3 separate regions of the Mus musculus genome follow, and regions 1 and 3 are each linked to region 2. A link is a contact called in public capture Hi-C and promoter capture Hi-C data. All regions are on one chromosome and are shown on one strand. The core of a region is the stretch at or near the end of the contact, and the rest is flanking DNA. Distances in the headings are between cores, read along the strand shown. Region 1 has its middle 26 kb from the start of Gm46653. Region 2 overlaps Mxi1 (MAX interactor 1, dimerization protein). Region 3 overlaps Gm30234 (a long non-coding RNA gene).

The links. Promoter capture Hi-C pulls out the DNA fragments that hold promoters and counts their contacts. Capture Hi-C pulls out chosen DNA fragments and counts their contacts.
Region 1: a contact with region 2 is called in a capture Hi-C map of embryonic stem cells, with 2.0 times the contacts expected there. The contact joins two enhancer-like sites. A contact is called at or near these places in 1 of 39 promoter capture datasets (pre-B cells), 1 of 15 datasets of contacts at CTCF or cohesin (large pre-B cells), 1 of 115 datasets of contacts at active chromatin or transcription factors (embryonic stem cells) and 3 of 9 other capture datasets (adipose tissue, embryonic stem cells and liver).
Region 3: a promoter capture Hi-C map of embryonic stem cells shows a contact between it and region 2. The contact joins two enhancer-like sites. A contact is called at or near these places in 12 of 39 promoter capture datasets (the 3T3-L1 cell line, 3T3-L1-derived adipocytes, the C10 cell line and 8 more), 1 of 15 datasets of contacts at CTCF or cohesin (large pre-B cells), 5 of 484 Hi-C or Micro-C datasets (the BV-2 cell line, embryonic stem cells and nephron progenitors), 11 of 115 datasets of contacts at active chromatin or transcription factors (T-cell acute lymphoblastic leukemia, embryonic stem cells, pancreatic cancer cells and 1 more) and 3 of 9 other capture datasets (adipose tissue, liver and pancreatic islet).

The regions. Positions count from the first base shown.
Region 1 is chr19:53,647,375-53,651,467 of GRCm38.p6, forward strand. No RefSeq gene overlaps it. Among named protein-coding and RNA genes, the nearest start is that of Gm46653, 26 kb to the right of the region's middle. Within about 2 kb of position 1,642, at least 80 of the 459 cell types and tissues checked have an H3K27ac peak or open chromatin away from gene starts, as enhancers often do. A contact at or near this core is called in embryonic stem cells, where this site is marked.
Region 2 is chr19:53,369,070-53,372,805 of GRCm38.p6, forward strand. It overlaps Mxi1 (MAX interactor 1, dimerization protein), which reads left to right. Exons shown (of 6, transcript NM_001008542.3): 4 at 473-587; 5 at 1,121-1,292; 6 at 2,504-3,736. The coding sequence ends at 2,667. Among named protein-coding and RNA genes, the nearest start is that of Smndc1, 20 kb to the right of the region's middle. Within about 2 kb of position 1,317, at least 28 of the 459 cell types and tissues checked have an H3K27ac peak or open chromatin away from gene starts, as enhancers often do. A contact at or near this core is called in embryonic stem cells, where this site is marked.
Region 3 is chr19:53,051,177-53,054,842 of GRCm38.p6, forward strand. It overlaps Gm30234 (a long non-coding RNA gene), which reads right to left. Exons shown (of 3, transcript XR_877911.2): 3 at 1-732. Among named protein-coding and RNA genes, the nearest start is that of Xpnpep1, 14 kb to the left of the region's middle. Within about 2 kb of position 1,320, at least 76 of the 459 cell types and tissues checked have an H3K27ac peak or open chromatin away from gene starts, as enhancers often do. A contact at or near this core is called in embryonic stem cells, where this site is marked.

The DNA.
Region 1 (4,093 bases), core at 392-2,891, 280 kb after region 2:
TCTCCATTCAGCTCGCAGGAGCCTGCTGGTTGGATGGTGTTTGGGAGGAGACTTCGCTGTCCGAGCCAGTGGTCCTTACAGGCCACAGCAGCGAGCTGCTGGCTTCGCAGAGTGGGCACTGCCTGTAGGCAGCTGTGCCTCCTTGAGGGTTCATTTTCTCTCTATATGCTGTGTTGTTGGATAGCATTGCCCTGTTGTGAGGGTGGGGCCCTGCTGCCCTGTGTCTAATTTCACCTGGGAAAAGCAACGCCAATGAAATCTGGTTTAGTCGTAGCCTTGCCTAGAAATAGGTTACGGCTTGGGTCACGTTAAATCTTGATAAAGTAGATTAACATCTCTACAAGAAACATTGGTTTGTCTAGAGCTCAGGTTTGGCAAAGCAAGTCCTCTTTAAATATGGCTTTGGTGTTTGCACATTAAGCTAAAAATAACGGGACCTTGCAGTTAGAATATATTTAGTTCCAGAGATGCATTTCTTTATTTTAGTTTAATATTCTAATTTTACAGATGAGATGTGAAGCCCAGATCAGGCAGGTGGCCCAAGTGAACATATTAGCACACTTAGATAACAGAACCAAGCCGTGGGTCCCTTCTCTCAAGAAACTCACACATTTATTTGCAGGTGGCCTTGCACGTTACACAAAGACGAATTTTAAGGTTATAGATGATTGCCACCTTCACTTTGTCTCTGCCCTTTGCCTTTTTTTGTTGTTAGTTTTTTGTTTGTTTGTTTGTTTAAAGAACTCACCAACTTAGGAACACTTAGGTCACACTTACCCATGTCCCAGGGAGACTTGAGTTACCTCCAGTTGCCAGGCTTCTGCAAGGAAGGTGCCAGTGTTATCTATAAATCTGCCACCGTGTGGCCGACAGGCACCCCTTCCTAGAGACAGAGTGTCTCCTGGGTGTAAGAGGCCTTGTGGCAGCCAGTAGCTACACAGAACACGAGGCAGCGTGGAGATTAGGGTTGCAAAAAGAATGTGGATATATTTACTCTGTCAGGTTGGCACACTGTGGTATGAGTTTTCCAGAGACCTTAACGTTTGAACATTATCTTTGATGGACTGTGTAATTGAGTGTCTTCAAGAAATTATTCAGCCATTAAAATTGATAGCTCAGCTGTTAAGAAGAGCGCTTGCTGATTGGTTCTCAGAATCCATATCGGGTAGCTTCCAGCTGCCTGTAACTAAGTCCCGAGGTATCAGACACCTTCTGGTGTGTGTGCAGAGAAGCAAGTGTGTGGTGGTGGTGGTGGTGGTGGTGGTGGTGGTGGTGGTGGTGGTGGTGGTGGTGGTGGTGGTGGTGATATAATAGAGCCCCAAAGCCTGAAGGACATGGGTTTAGAGCCAAATTATTTGGGACTAGAGTGTCAGAGCCTATTAATGTCTGATGTACAGTGCCACTTAAGGCAAAGACTTCTTGGGAGCCGTTTCCAGCCTACCTTGCCTCCTCACAGTTAGAAAGGTGCTTTCTTCAGCATTGTGTAGGGGCTCCATTTTCTCTCAGCCTAAATCTCAAGCTGTTTTCCCCGTAGCCACTAGAGGGAGCCCTTGATACATGCTGACCCCTCAGATTTGGGATCTCAGGTTTTCTTCCACACTGATTCCTCGCTAGAGTTGCAGCCGCTGTGAGGTCAGGGTGTGGTATAACTGAGACCTCTGGGGCAGCACTTTATGAGCGAAGTGTTAACTGCTTGCAGCTCACTCCTAAGTGAGCTTTGGGGCAAAGGTGCCTGCTGCGCTCACAACAGGTTGTGTCACTGTTCCGGAAACAGCAGGAAGCCTGGGTGTTGTAAAGATGGCAACCCTTCCTCACGCCAGGCCTGCTTATTCTCTGCAGAGCACGCGCTTGCTCCTTTGTTCCTTCTGCCTTCTGAGTCCTCATTTAAGCGCAGAGGCATCCTGGTTCTCTGCAGCCTGGCATTCCTAAAGCAGAGGTTGCCTTTCGTTCTGTTTCATGTATGGTTTCTAAGTTCCCTCTGTGTCCTGTGGTTTTGGCATTTTAATCCACTTAGTGTTTTCGAATTATTGGTAGCAGTCACTGTGTGATCTCTGGACACCCCAGGAAGACCTGTTCTACCCTATTGCCTACCAAGCCACGAAAAGCCATCCTAAGAGGTCCTGCCACTTCCAAGTTTCACCAGAGGTGATGCTCTGTCACTGTGGATGAGTGGCTTAAGGACCTTCTCCCACAAACTCGTGCTGCCCCAATTCACTCCACCCACAGAGCATGGTGACCAGGTGGTAAAGCGAAGCTGAGCGACCCATTTTACTGCGTTGGGAATGGGCAGCTGGTGACTGAGTAGGACAGCAGAACCTCCTTTAGACATGTGTATGTGCAGGGCACACATCCATCCTGTCTCATTAGCAAACCAGAAAGGTTTTCATATGAGTCCGTGCTGCAGTCTCTGCTCCATTGTGGTCACTTGGAGGGTTGTACTTTGGATTCACAGTGGCCTCACAGACTGAAGCCCTGGTCTGTTTGTTCACTGGTCTCCAGCTGTGCCCTGAAGGGCTGGGGTCTGGAAGTGGGGTGAAGTCACTGGGGGCAAGTCTTTGAAGGTTCCATCTATTCCTGCTTCCTGGTCCATTAAAATGTGAGCAGCTGCCTTGCCTCATGCTCCTGTCAGGACAGCCACTCCACCCTGCCTCGCCCTGTGATTGACTGAAATCCCCCTGAAACTGAGCCAAAATAAACATTTCCTCCCTGAGTTTGTCTCTTTCAAGTACTTTGGTCACGGTGATGAGAAAGCAACTAACAAAGAGCTGGGGAGATGGCTCCGCCGGTAACCGTGACTGCTCATGCAGAAGGCTGTGGTTCTGTCCCCAACACCCACATACCACCTGTAACTGCAGCTCCAGGATCCAGCATGTTCACCCAAAAACATACACATACTCATAAATAAAAATCTTATTAAAAAAAAAAACATACAGAATGGTTGGTGAAGTGTGATTTTTTTTTTTTAAATCTCATTAGGCAAGCCCAGATAGCCAGGGGAATTTGCCCCCGAGCACAGTCAGACCTACTAAGACCTCTGACAGAGCAAATGCTGGTCTGTGGGTCTGTGAAGTGGATAAACTGGATTTTAGAGAACTTTTCCTGAAACTAAGATGACCCCAGTCACTGCTTGTCTCTAGCCCAGCCAGTACGGAAAGCCACAGTGGCCTTGCTCAGAATCCAAACTGTCACATGAGTGGCTTTCATGTTTTGGACCAGATGTCTCTTCGGTCTTCTATGTGGGCATACCTTCCTCAAGCCCCCACCAATAAGCAAGCCTTTTAGAACCTGACCTCCGACCAATTAAACCTTGTTACCACCTAAGGACCTGGATTTCTGTTTTGAAACCATCTTGGATGGAGACCAGGTTTTCTTTAGCTCGTGTGTGCTATATGCATGTCTGCGTGCATGCAGATGCCAGGAGAGTATATCTCCTTTATCACGGCCTCCTCCTCTGAGCCAAGTCTCTTCCTGAATCTGGGGTGCATGGTTTTTCTGCTAGACTGGAAGCCAGCAATTCCCCTGCCTCCCTATCTTGCTCTCCACCTTGAAGCTAGGGCTACAGGTATTTATGAGGATGCTCTGCTTGTTAAATGAGTTCTGGGATCTGACCTAGGTGCTCATGATGGTAGAGCAAATGTTCTTAAGCCCTGAGCCATCTGTCAGCCCTGAGATCAGGTTTTCTTATCCCCCTTTCGGGCTCAGAGAAGGTCCAGCAAAGGGGTGGCTGACACGTTGCCTCGCCTCTTGTCAACAATCACGTTAGTTGTTTTGTTGCCCCTTCCCCCCAAACATACACACGCCCTTTGCACTCGTACACCTATCCTTTAACCACAGTGCCTTACACATTGTTATCCAGAACACAGGTGCACATCCCTGCCTCAAGCACAGTCCTTATCATTCATGGTCGCTTCACCTTCCTTCCTCCCAATTCTTATCCTCCAGAGTCCTCCCATCTCAGCGTCACCCTCCTCCCGAGACTGGAGATCTCTGGTGATGTGTGTGATTTTGAAAAGTCTAGAAGAGTCCCATCCACAAGGAATATATGTCAACAATTTCCTTACCTCATTAATTAATGTGGGGACCAGAAGGTTGG
Region 2 (3,736 bases), core at 67-2,566:
CTACATAAACAACATCCAGCCCTCTGGGATGGCTGCGGTTACTGAACAGTGTGGGTGCGTGCCTGTGCGTGTGTGTGTGTGTGTGTCTGTGTGTGTCTGTAAAATTAAAAGGTGGAAGGAGGTGGAAACCTTAGTGCGTTTTATAGCTCCTTGAGGTACCGTAGCTGAAACCGGTACTCCAGCCTGTGCTCTCAGGCATTGGGAAACCAAGCTCGATTGCTTTAGTAACAGCACAGCACGGAGCTTATGGAGCGGCCTAGACAATTCGCTGTCTGACAGAGTTCATGGGGGCTGATAATCTAAAGTGACTTCTGTCTGCAGGGCAGAGTGGTGGGGCGGGAGGTCGGCGCCACTACCGTGCAGGTACTTTAAAAAGTTGGGAGTGAAATATGGCTGTTGGCTAATAGCTCAAAGTTGCTGTGTGTGTCTAGTGGCTCTCCAGGCTGTGCTGATTGGCTGATATCTTTCTTAGACGAGCTCACCTGCGCCTGTGTTTAGAACGCTTGAAAGTTCTGATCCCGCTGGGCCCAGACTGCACCAGGCACACAACACTCGGTTTGCTCAACAAAGCCAAAGCACACATCAAGGTGAGAATCTTTCTTTCCATATTTGCACTGATTCCTGTGTGTGTCGTGTACAGCTCACTAGACCGTCCTCTTCTTCACTAACTGCCCTCCAGAGAAACGGCTGTAAAATCTCACCAGCGATCCAGTGGGGCAGCATGATGCGAATAAATGAAAAAAATTTACAGCGTGGCCATCTAGACCTGAGAATGCTGGGGAAGGTCTTTCCGATACCCTGAAGGAAGGCAGCTGCGCCCTCTGGCGGAGATGCTGTTATTTGGCTTTATCTCTCAGTAATTTTCCACTGAATACCACATTGCAGGAGGTTTCTCTTTGTGGAACTTACCTCACAGACTTTTATAGTTCACTTCATTTGTTCAAGTAACATAGCATCCATACAGGAAAAAGACCACTGTTTTTATGTTTAAAACGCAAGTGTTTCTCAGTATTTATATATGCAAGGGTACATACATACCCACATATGTGTATTTGTGGCAGGAATTAGTTTTACTGTACTAGACTGGACTACAGGTGTGAATAAAACATCTTCATTTTAGAAACTTGAAGAAGCGGAGAGGAAGAGCCAGCACCAGCTAGAGAACTTGGAACGAGAACAGAGGTTTTTAAAGCGGCGACTGGAACAGCTGCAGGGGCCTCAGGAGATGGAGCGGATACGAATGGACAGCATTGGATCAACCATCTCTTCAGATCGCTCGGATTCAGAGCGAGGTAGGCAGCTTCTCTTTCTAAGGAAGTCCTGAGTCTCCGAGACGGGTGGGGGCGGGGAGACTGTAGACACTGCATCGGCTCTCACTAACCAATGTAGTACTGTCGTCTAGCTTCTGTTGTTTTGGTGCTAGAGAGCAAACCCAGCGAGTAGCATGTGCTAGGTTAGGAAGAGTGAGCCCAGCCGCACTCCCAGCCCCCAGCTTGGGCTTTGTGCACCCTAACATTCTCTGGCAGTGCCTTTGTGAACCACAATTTTTTTTCATATATGTATATACATTCTTTCTATTTTGAAATAAATTTTAGACTTAGAAAAAGTTCTGTTTAAAATATGCCAAGTTCTTGGGGGCTGGAGAGAGGGCTCAGCAGTTTAGAGCACTGACCGCTCTTCCAGAGGTCCTGCCTGAGTTCAATTCCCAATTCCCAGCGACCACATGGTGGCTCAACAACCATCTGTAATGGGATCTAGTGTCTCTTCTGGTGTGTCTGCAGACAGCCACAGTGCACAGTATACTCATATACATAAGTAAACAGATCTCAAAGGAAAGAAGGAAGGAGGGAGGGAGGAGAGAGAGAGAAAGGAAGGAAGGAAGGAAGCAAGGAAGAAAGAAAGAGAGAAAGAAAATGCAGAATTCTTACCATGAGAGAGGGACATGGCTTGAAGCTATATTTCATGCAAGAAAATCAAAAGCAAACCCCTTAAACCTACTTTATGATTAGCTTATTTTAGTTACTATTCAGAATTTGTTGATGAATCCATAGAAATCCATAGATCCACCTATGATCTATGATAGAGAGTTGACACCACCAAAAAATTCGGATGCCTAAACATAAATTTTCTATCTTTAATTTTATTTCTCCATGACCCCAACCTCTTTAAAGCAACCCTGATTAATAAACAGAGCTGTGAATTAGTTTTTGGTTTAATGTAAAACAGATGTTGTTAAACCACTTGGGTTGGGATCTTTTAATATTAAGTACTAATTCCCAAACAGGCCAAGCGCTTTTAGTGGGAGGTCTAGACGGACTGGCGTCAAAAGGGTTTTAGTAAACTTGCTGCCTAAATTAAGACCACCACTGTATACCAGATTGCTCTTTGCAGGAGAGTCCCTGATAGAGCACGGATAACCTTGCTGGATAACCTCTCTAACTTCTGAAAGTGCACATGCAGATTATTAATGCCCCCCTTTGTTTTCTCTTTCTTCCTCCCGCAGAGGAGATTGAAGTGGATGTGGAAAGCACAGAGTTCTCCCATGGAGAAGCAGACAGTGTCAGTACCACCAGCATCAGTGACCTTGACGACCACAGCAGCCTGCAGAGTGTCGGGAGTGACGAGGGTTATTCCAGTGCCAGTGTCAAACTCTCCTTCGCGTCCTAGGACCCAGCATGGCCTAACAGTGCAGGGCGGAGCGCTCACTGGGCCGAGTCAACACCGGCTCTCAAATTGGGTTCATGATGCAGTCTCCTCTTTAAAACTAAAAACTATACTTGAACAAAACGGTCAGAAGACCTGTATTTAAGCAAATACTTAACGAAAAGTGGGGTAGAGCCTCCCTGGTAGAACAAATATTCCTATATTTGGAAAGAGTACAGTTTCTAACGGCAGCAGAAACCATGCGCGTGATTATCTTGAGTTGACCAGGTTGACTTGAGAGACAATGGAGACTTCACTCTCCTGTTGCAGTTTGCTCACTCTGTGGTGGTGAGCAGACATTTAAGGATAGGGTTATGAACCCTTCCCGAGCTTCTTGGCCCTAGAAACAAAATCACACTTAGAGTAAGGAAAAGGCAGGATAATCAGGCATTAATCTCAGATAGCTGAAGAGCTATTAAAACTCAGCCTCTGTTTATCATGAAGCCTGTGGATGATCAGTTCTTTTAAACAAAATGAATTTTTAAAAAGCTCATATCGTGCTCTACAAAAGGAGAGACTCCATGAAGCCTTTTGAAAGAGGCCCTGACGCAGCCCGGCTTTCTGTTGGATTCCATGCTAAGCCAGCTAACCTTACCTGCATTGTTAGCTCTAGAGCAGCCGACCACCCGCTCGCCACCCTTCGGCCACGTAGGGGCAGCCCATGCATGACGGCCTGAATCACAGGAGGAAAAGCTCTGTGTGCCTCGGTGTCTGCGCGGAGCTGAGGAGGTGCGCACGCAGTATAGCAGCCAAGGTCTGAGCCACCGCAGCATTTTTATTTGAGATTTTGATAACTGTTTGTATGTGTTGAAAACCAAAATGACATCTTTTTAAAGCTTGTCCATAAGTAAAAACATAGATGTCTTTTATAGTGGAATAAACCACGTGGGGAAATCATCTATTTTGATGCAGCATTTGATAATGATAAACACCTCACGCCTCACTCTTCACAGTGCGCAGGACAGACAGACGGACGAGGTCTGGGCTGGGTAGACGGAGGTCAATGCTGTTTTTGTTTTCTTTAGGACCACTC
Region 3 (3,666 bases), core at 70-2,569, 320 kb before region 2:
CATCGGTTGACCTCGATACTCTTGCCATACAGAGCTCTGAGGGGGGCGGGGGGGGGGAGACAGAAGAAGAAAAAGTGGGAGAGAGGGAAACAGAGAGAAGAGCTATCAGCCAATGAACACACTGGCAACAAATCTTTGCCTGCTTGCAGGCCTGTCAGAGAAAACAGCAGCTTAAGGGCGGGCTCTGTGGGGCCTCCCTTTGGCCTACATTCACAAAATGAGCAGCAGGCCCAGCAAGACCTCTGCAGAGAAAGAAAGACAGCACGCTGCCCAAGTTCCCTCAAGGGAAGGTCTGGGAACAGTGTGCATCCTTTGAACCGAAACCCTTCACCTCCTCTCCTTCGAGAAGCTGGTTCCAGAAAGTGCTCTGCGGTGCCGCACGTCAGCCCCCCTCACCATCGCTAAATAATGGAGGGACGCCCAGGCCTGGCAACCCCACAACTCCTGTGCACTCCAGATCCTGTGCGGTGCAGCGGCCCTCAAAGCAAAGCCGGCCGCAGCCCGTCCAGTCCTTCACCCTCATGTAGGGTGTGTGACAGGATTACTGCCCATCCGTCCTCAGCTTTCTTTTGATCCTGGAAGTGACCAGAACTCTGCCTTCAGGAGGATCACAGGCCGGGAGAGGAGTTCTGAATGCCAGCTGCCTGGTTGATTCTTACTAGCCGTGAGTGCGTTGGTAACTTGTGTTTCCTCTCTCAGTGGTGTGAGGCAAGGAATGCCCAGCTCCAGAGGCTGTTAGAAAGACCAAAGAAAAGGAACCAGAAAAGCTCATTTTACTGTCTGGTGTACAGAAAGAACTCTGTTCCCATGAGAAAACAAAAACAAAAAAGACAAAACAAAAAAAAAAAAAAAAAACCCTCAAGTCTCTACATCTTGGTCAAGCATGCGATGTCACAGCAGGAGTCATCTTTGGAGACCATCTATTTGCCTGAACTTATGAGACAAGCAGTTTGCTCTCCCATGACGCAGAGGTGATGGCCCCGACCAGCGTGTGGTCCTATCAGTCTAAGGTTCCGTCAATGCCCTCATTGTAGGAGGCAAGGCACACCTGCACACACCAGCGTCCATTTGCCCCTCACCCCGGGGGCGGGTGGCCTTGCTGTTATGCTAAACAGTCACCTCTCCTGGATTGTTGGCTCGCTATTCAAACCAGCTTCGAGGCCCCGGGGTGAGGGTGGGAGGAGCTTCAGCTCAGGAAAAAAAAAAACAAACAAACAAAAAAAAACGCGTAGGAGCGCAAGCAAGAGCTACACTCTATACTCCCTCTCTTCGCCTGCAAGCCTTGGACCGGGAGGGGGACGGACAGCTCTGGGGTTAGCGTGCAGCACAGCTGTGAAAACAACCTGTCCCAGCTCTGTCACAAAGAGGCCCCAGCAGGTTTGCGACAGGGAGGAGTTCCCAGCCTAAACAGAGAGAGCCAAACAAAAAAGCTGCTGTTGTGTGACCTCAGCACAAGGAGGTCACCCACCTTCCTTTGAAGTTCACTGGGAGAGGGATCATGTGGGTGTAAATTAATGGGGGGAGGGAAATAACAGATTTTTTTAAAGAAAAACAACACTAAAGATTTTTCTCCGGGTTGGTAGATGGCTCAGTGGATACAGCGTTTGCTACGAAAAGCCAAATTTCAGATCCCCAGGACCCACACAACTGCCAGGTAGGCATGGTGACACACCTATAACTTCAGTGCGCTGGAGACAGGACAAGGGATCGCTGGAGCAAGCTAGCCAGCCAGACGTATCCTGTAGATGTGTTCTGTGTCTAAATGAGAGCCCCTGACTCGATAAGCAAGATAGAGAGTGACCGCGGAAGACTCTTCCTGTTAGCTCCCTCCTCCACACAAGAGGAGCATCCACAGGTGAACAGGCACATGTCCAAGCCCACGCACACATGGAAGAAAACATTGCCTCATATACCTAGCAGCTGAAAGGGGCTTAAGCTTTAGGATATACTGGCAAATGGAAAAATAAAATAAAATGAATTGTGGCATATACTATTAATAGTATAATGTCATTTAGTTTTCTTTTCTTTAAGGTAGACTTCTTCTTTTCTAATTATTTATTCAATGTATGTAAGTACACTGTCACTCTCTTCAGACACACCACAAGTGGACATCGGATTCCACTAGAGATGGATGTGATCTACTCGCTATTAGCTACTCAGGAAATAAAAGGCAGCTTATTTTGGTTCTGGTTCCAGAGGCCCCAGAGAAAAATTGGATGTCCCGTGCATTTGGGGCTCCATGCAGGCAGCACTTCATGGTGAAACCATCCAAGCCATTTGTTTGGAGGTTTTTGAGGCCCGCCTGGTTTCATTAGGGCTGCTTGCACGAGCGTGAGTGTGTGCTTATCTACAGATGAGTGTGCACACTCAACAGAAACACCTGCCCATGGCGTTCCTGTTCCTATGGCCAACGAAGACGTGAACACCTACCCGGCTGCCCCTACAAGGTACAGGCTACTTGCGTTTGCATAGCATCCAAAATGCCTGGCAAAAACGACTTTAGTGGGGAAGGATTCGTTTCGGCTGGTGGTTTTGGAAGGCTCGGTTTATGAACGCGTGGCTCTGTGATTCTCGGTTGTGAAGCAGAGCAACACGGCAGTGGAATCACAAGGCCAAGAAGCACTTTCACCTTGAAGCAGATCAGGAAATAGAGAAGTGGGACATGATACAACCAAGAATACACCCCAATGCCCTGCTTCTTCTACCCAGAGCCCAGCTAGCTCCTGAAGCCCTCAGACTGTCTCAGAACGGTACCACAAACCAGAGAGCTAGGCTTCAACCCACAGGCTTGAGGCAGACACTGCATGGTCAAGCTCGTGACAGCAGAATGGTTACGTGCACTGCTGTGGATCCACAGGGGCGAGAAATAAGAATAAGAAAACTCACTCTTACACATCGTCATGCCTGGACACGGTGAGTGGACGAGTCTGAGAGATGGGCCCTGGGACTAAAGAGAGCCTGGGTGCCTGAGTGATCCTCTCTCTATATATATATATATTTTTTTTTTTCTTACAATATATTCTGATTATGTTTCTCCTCCCCCTACTTCTCCCAGTTCTTCCCACCCATCCCTACCATATGGATACACACCCCTTCAGTCTCTTGCTAGAAAACAGACATCTAAATAATAATAATAAAATATGATAATATAAATCCAAGACAAATCAGAGCATGACAAAACAAATGAGAAAAAGAGCCAAAGAAGAAGCACAAGAAGCGTCCCTCTCAGGGCTGAGTCCTCCAAGTTCTCTTATTCTGCATCCTGTCTGGAGTGGATCTGTTTGTTCCCCTCTCCTGCAGGAGGTTTCTCTGGCGATGACTGAGCACGGCACAGATCTTTGAGAATAGCAGAATGCTGTTAGAAGTCATTTTATTGTTATGTGCCTCTAGCAGAACAGTAGTGTTTGGTTTCACCCTATGTCCCCAGCCTACCTAGTCTCAGGTTCTGTGCCCCTCAAGTGCTGAGTATGGGTTCCATCAATGGAGTAGACCTTAACTCAAATCAGATACTGGTTGGTTACTCCCTTAAGCTCTGTGTCAGTCATGATTGCACCAGTGTATCTTGCAAGCAGGCCACTCCTGTAAATGAAAGGATTTGTAGCTGAGTTGGTGGTTAACTTTCTTTCCTTTGGTCCATGCGGAGTCTTTCCAGGATCAAGACCACTA